Linked DNA regions of Anser cygnoides: region 1 is linked to region 2. The links are chromatin contacts, called in public Hi-C maps. All regions are on one chromosome and are shown on one strand. Each heading gives the region's core, a stretch centred on a gene start, on an enhancer-like site or on the middle of the called end of the contact. The rest is flanking DNA. Distances are from core to core; before and after follow the strand shown. Region 1 overlaps JMJD1C (jumonji domain containing 1C). Region 2 holds the start of REEP3 (receptor accessory protein 3).

Evidence for each region. A called contact is a pair of places that touch in the nucleus more often than the background predicts.
Region 1: a contact with region 2 is called in a Hi-C map of liver, with 2.5 times the contacts expected there. The contact joins the enhancer-like site here to the promoter of REEP3 in region 2. A contact is called at or near these places in 2 of 7 Hi-C or Micro-C datasets (both in liver).

Annotation. Positions count from the first base shown.
Region 1 is chr7:27,362,476-27,365,501 of Taihu_goose_T2T_genome, reverse strand. All of the region lies in intron 1 of JMJD1C (jumonji domain containing 1C), which reads right to left. Among named protein-coding and RNA genes, the nearest start is that of JMJD1C, 38 kb to the right of the region's middle. Within about 2 kb of position 1,306, at least 3 of the 3 cell types and tissues checked have open chromatin away from gene starts, as enhancers often do. A contact at or near this core is called in liver, where this site is marked.
Region 2 is chr7:27,306,957-27,310,250 of Taihu_goose_T2T_genome, reverse strand. REEP3 (receptor accessory protein 3) reads left to right here and starts at 1,998. Exons shown (of 8, transcript XM_048069494.2): 1 at 1,998-2,151. The coding sequence starts at 2,120. LOC106031286 (a long non-coding RNA gene) reads right to left here and starts at 1,980. Exons shown (of 3, transcript XR_010833032.1): 1 at 1,759-1,980; 2 at 802-1,013.

The DNA of each region.
Region 1 (3,026 bases), core at 57-2,556, 56 kb before region 2:
GACAGAAAATGCTGAACAACCTCCCCCAGATTTTTAGCACTCAGCATGTATTTGCAAGACTTTTTTTTTTCCTGGGATGCTTCCTTGTAATTTTGATAATCACTTCACTACTTAAGCTTAGATTTTAAACAGAATCTTTAAGTTTCACCATTAGCTAGTTCTTCTTTGTGACAAATAATATTAACGCACCTCAGCTCCTCCACGTTTTCTGAGTGATTAAATAATGTTCCCTCCAGGAAAAGGAACACACTACATGAAGATATTTTTGACTGCAGGAGTCTCCAGCTGCAGAATTGTTAGTGGTGTAAGATAACAGAAGTATTTATCGATAACAATAAAGATGTGAATCTGTTTTCGAAATAGATCAGAGAAACACACCCAAGGTTTCTACTTTGCTTTACCAAATAACTTCTGCTTCGCTGTACCAACTACTTAAAACTTGAATGTTATTTCTAGCAATCAGTCTCACTTCCTTCAAACTGTACGTACAATAGACCATGTGCTCCAGAAGACCACCTGCGAATGAGAAAGGAAATCGTGAAATTTCACCTAATCATCCAAGGCAAAAATATAGGACAGACGTCCTTCCTCTACTTTCAACAAATATATTAATACTGTATTAAATTAAAAGAATGTGATAAACATTTTTGAAGGTTATGTTCATTATTGGCTTTCCCGTGGCTTTGAATACACTTGTTTCACTGCGACCTCTTGTATCATAACCTGTTAAGAGCATTAAAAGCACAGCCAAGGCCCGCAATCATTCAACTGCAACATGCTTTGACTAGATAATAGTTCTCAGTATCACACACAGATACGTACTCTAGTATTTTTATTCGGTGTATGTATGAAAAATAATGGATAAAAAAAAGCTATGTTTTCCTTCTGTGCACTTCACTTCCAATAACACCAGTAAGGCCATGATGCCTTACCCCCAGTCACTGGGCTGAAAAAAGGAGGGGAGGAGGGAATGCTACCGATAAAACCCGTTCCTAAATGCCCCTTCGTATGGGAAGGCAGAGGTCACTGACAAAGCAGTCAGACAACAGAAACCAGCATATAACCCACTCAGGGAATCCCTCACAGACACTACCATCACTACCTCACTATCAGATCAGGAGACAAAGGTTGAATAAACAAGATTCAGAGGTAACGTTAAATGCACTGAACACAGGCAAGGAGAGGTTTTCTAGTTTTGCCCTTAAGAAATGACCAGAACACTGCATATAGCCAAAAAACCCTTACTATGGTTTGGTACATGAGAGTATTAGATATCAAAACGAGCTGCCAAAGAACATTGGCACAAATTCATGGGAATCAAAGAAACATACCCGGTGAGTCCCGTAACACTGCAAAAATGAAGTGTGCTTGAGCACTGAGAGCAAAGGGCAGAGATTCCCAAGCTTTCTAACGTGTGTGGCTTTTCTTACCATCACATCCCTTCCTTTCTACCTTTGATTAAAGCAAACAAACATATGTCAACAGGATACACTTTGTCCAAGAGAGTCCACAATGGCAGAACTGGTTGTTTGGTTATGGATACCACTAGCTTTCAGTACTAGCTGCTTTCTTAACATGCTTTCTGTATCCAAGATGTTAGGAAAAAAAAGAAATCTCCCACCCCCCAAAAAAGCACACAAGTATGCAAGTTATCTAAAGCCAAGACAAGATCAATCCTTTTGCAATTACTTGATTTTAAAACTTAAACCCAGAAATAGGCAAATTGGTCATTATTTTTTTTTTCCTAATGAACCTCTAATCCTTGAAATAATTTTTCTTCCCACATGCAACACACTGAAAAACAATTGTAAAGCTCTGAGGAAAGCCAGCACCTGCAGGAAAAGGCTTAATCTGGCAACTGCTGGTGTTGTTGAGTTATTCGTCACATAAATCTCTTATTAAGTCCCACCTCTTTCCTGTAGCTCTAACTGTTGGAGTTTGAGAAAACAGACCTCGTTTCATGCTCAACTCCCACCACTAAGCAGCTGAATCTCCTACGTTACTTAGAATACTGTTCGTGAGAGCAGACTTCACATGGAGTCATGCAACATCCTGTTCCAAGCCAAATGCTCCAGATGGGATATGTTTCACTGCTGCCTCCCCCTCCCCAGCCCGTTTAAGCTTGTTCTTTTTTCTTTGAAAGCATTTATCCCAAACTGATGCTCTAACAGCATGCTAAAACTGACCTTTGAAGAAAAATACAGGCATATCACAACTTGCTTAAAATCTAAATATTCGTGCTACAAAAAAAAAAAACATTTAAATTATCAAAATATTTGTATCAGCTAGTCAGTTATCAAAACCACATGTATAAGAAAATAAATTACTCGATGCAGCTCAGGAAAATCTGCCTTACTTCAGAAAGTTTGCTAATCATTTAAAAGCTTAACATTGTCACGCACGTTACTAATCTAATGGAAGTTCTCATCGACAAAACAAGGAAAAAACTGTCTAGTCTGCTGATCACTCTGAATGCTGGCAATTTCTCAAACATCTGCTAAAGGTCAGATTTCCACTGCATGGAACCAATCAATGAAGCTACACAACACTCCCAGCGCCATTGGAAGTGCCAAACAAAGACCAGTGTTTTACATAAGCAAAGAAACTCAGCCTGAAATCTTCCAAAACACTGCTAGCAAAGTCTTCTCTTCTGTCGCCACACAGTACTCGTCTACCTGGCAAGGACTCCTAGAATTAGTGCAGTTTTGCTTTTTATCGCAAAAACAAGTCACTGCTAACCCGTCTCTTTCTGCATTGTTTAATAGTGTACAGCTCCTAACACGTACACAGGAACGTTAGGGAAGGAAAAGAGAACATCTTCTGATTTAAATGTAAAGGGTTTGTTTGGTTTTGTTTTTAATTTAAATACTAATCACTATATAAATGAGCAGTTTCAGCAAACTGAATATTCACAAAATTGGTGCCTGTGTTTCAGCTCAGCGACTTCAAACAAAACCCACCCCTGCTCAATTCTAAAAACAGATCTTGGAGTTAAAAATCAGGCTGAGCTCATAAAACTGTCCTAA
Region 2 (3,294 bases), core at 749-3,248:
CTCCTGTAGAGCATTATGCAGGCAGCAGGATCCACCTCTGCAGAATTGTTTACAGAACTGGAGTCTAAAATGTAATCTCTTTGAGCTAATTCATATTTCAAATCCTTTGTTGTTCAAGTTTGTTTTGTGCGGTCTAATACCAGAAAGGTTTTTTATTTAAGGGGAATATAAATTGTGGTTCAGATTTCAGCTTTCATAGAATGCAAAGTTAGGCCTGTTTCAATGATAAGATTCATGAGTGGTGTAGTCTCATTTGCCCACAAACAAACTCCTTTCTATCTTTTTCTGTATCAGGTTCCCCCTATAAAAGATCACAGTGTAGCTCCGGAGACACCCTACATGGCCAATATCATTTTCAAGATCTCAACACCTGCATAGTAAGAATACATTTGTTTTTAAATTATTGTACTCTTTCCGATTTCAAGCTTAAAATTTCACATTTTACAACTATAGCAAAAATTTTGAAGTGCTACAATTGTTGAAATGCTTTGTGTTTATGTCCCTGCTTCTTCTTTTTATAAATCACTTTTAACCTTTTGACTGTGTGATTTGTGTTTGAAAGCAGCAGAGGAGCGAAGATACCTTTGTCTGGATTTTACTCATTTGAGTAGGAGAGGAATTGTGGCACTTGCCTGTGGAACAAAAAACATCTTGCACTGACCTAGCACGTCTGACCTGAAAAAGCCAATAGCTTATGAAGAGTAGGTCATTTCTTCTCACTGTATGGTATGCAAAACATGTATTATCCCTACTTAAAGACATTTTAAAGAATTAATTTCTGTTACAGATTGCAATACTGACCTTGGAATGTTATTTACCATGTCAGCAAGAACGGTGGTGAAAACTATAATCTCCTGTTTCTCTACTTTAAGAATTGAACGGCACGTTCAGAAGCATTGGCATTTTGGCATTTATTGCTTCTGGTATCACTTTGTGACATTTGTTAGACATTGACCAGAAAAGTTCAATGTTTCCAGTGGTGGCGTAGGCAGAACTTTCCACAGGTTCTTGTTCTGGGGAAAGATAAAGCAGTCCGTCTCAGCAAAATATTGTTCTTTTATGTCTACAAACAGTTCTGTATACAACCTAAAGCTGGTATGCAGGAACGAGCTGCAATGGATTAGCTGAAGTACCACGAGGTATTCAGCTTCCCCAGCACCTCCCTGGCAGGTCACAACCCGCCAGACCACAAGCTCGTCAAGGGTGTCTGCACTGGGTCACGCTGTGAACTGTCCTGCCTGGTGTCCTGCCTTAGACAGCTGCCAGTGACAAGGGAAAGAACAAAGGTAACAGTGCACACAGACAGTAATCTGTCCCAAACATCTCCTCCTGCCCCCCCAGTCACCTGCAGTTTTAGATCCACTGCAGGCAGCAGTCTGTGCGACCCATGTTAAGTATGTATCCTTACACAGCCGCTGGGACTGAGCATTTGTAAACCAATACCAAGGAGTTGGCACCTTTGTGCCACAGTTCAGCCAGGTACTGGAGCACTGACAGGGCAGTGGATATGCCCACGTCTTCAGAGCTCTTCCCTGCACCGGCCTGGGTGAGCTGGTTAAACACTGCACCCAAACCCGAGCCCACCCCACCTCCGCACGGACACTGGGTGCCACAGCAAGCTCGCTCTGGGCCTGCCAGCCCGACAGCGGGTGATGTGAATGCACGAAACTGGTGGTTTTATGGCTCCTGCAGCAGGTAAGGGGGTAAGAAATAGGGAAATAAGGAAACAGCGCACACGGGGTGGGCACCGTCACCCACCTGTCCGCTAGTCAGTCACCGTGCTTAAGGGGAAGGGGAGAAGGGCTGCCTCACTACGTTTTTCCTTGATTTATCTGTTCCCATCTCCCCGCGACGGCTGTTGTGAAAGGCTGCCTTCAGCTCCCACCCTAAAAACAGGCGGCCCCTCACGGCATCGCTCAGGGGACGGCCACGGACTGCACCCGACAGACCCGGGGGGCGCCGGCCCGCGGCGGCCGGGCAGCCCTGAGGGGCCCGGCGGGCTTCGGGGCGCGTGCGCGGGGCCGCCGAGCCGGGCGGCGGGCGGGGCCGGGCCGGGCCGGGCGGGGCCGCGGCCATTGGGGCCCGGCTGCGGAGGGGACGCGCGGCCGCCGCCGCCGCCATGGTGTCCTGGATGATCTCCCGGGCCGTCGTGTGAGTGCCGGCGGCGGGCGGGGCTGGGGGTCGAGGTCGGGGCCGGGCCGGGCCTGGCCGAGCCGAGCCGAGCCTGGCTGAGCCGAGGCGCCGCGGCGCTGGCGGCGCCCGGCGGGTGTGAGCGGCTCCCGCTGACCCCCGAAGCGCGGCCCGGGGCTATGGAGGGGCTGGGGAGGAGGCTGGGGAGCGCGGGCCGGCGGCTGCGGGGAGGCGGGCGGCGTTACCGCCTGCTGCCGCCTCAGCGGGGCCTCGGCAGGTAGCGGGGTGAGCTGCGGGTGAAGGTGTCACCTTCCTGAGAAAGGGTAAGCTGCGAAACCTCTGGTCTCCTCCTCATACATCGCGCCGTTCTTTCATGGAATTGAAGGTTATTTTGCTCTTTTGGGTGTGAACAATGCTCGCGATAAATGTAGAGTAATAAGGGAGAAGGTGAACCTCCCTCGTGCTCCGTGCTGTGCAGCTCTCTGCGCTGGCCCCGCTGCTTGTGGGGCTGCTGGAGTTGGGATTTACCGTGTGTGAGGTTTTGTCAGGCAAACGGAGTGAACCTGCTCACAGAGCAGCCCACCGGGTGTCTGTGAAGGATGTAGCGCGAGCGTGTGACCCAAAACACTGGATGATAAATAGGGCTTCCCCATTTTGCTGGTGACAAACACCTCCCTGAAGCTGTCTGGTGTCACTTCACATGAAAGCTTTATCCTGTCAGGAAGCCTTCTCCTAACGCCAAGTACACTTCCTTGCTGCTGTCTCGTCACCTGGCTAAGTAGCAGTCCTGCAGCCTTCTCCCTTCCCACTGCCCTCCGTGAGACTTGTCAGGTAATTGAGACCTGCTAAGTAGGCAGCATTGTGTTCTGGGGTTGGCAGAAGAGGAGCCAGGCTTGGAAGAGGCTGTAGGAAGAGATGCCGTTTGCTCGCTCTGCCGGCATGCTCTTCCCACGGGCAATACCTAGCACTGGAGGGGAGATGCATAGGCATGCTTTCTGGAAGTCAAATGTAGCTGCTGAACCTGTTTCTGCTTTGGAACAGAAACACCAACCAGCAAATCTTTGGTTTAACTACTTCTTAAACTCCACTGGCTGTGAAAGTGGTATCAGCAGCGCTGAGCACCTCAACTTCTAATGACCAGATTCTTGTTGCTTGTTTTATTTT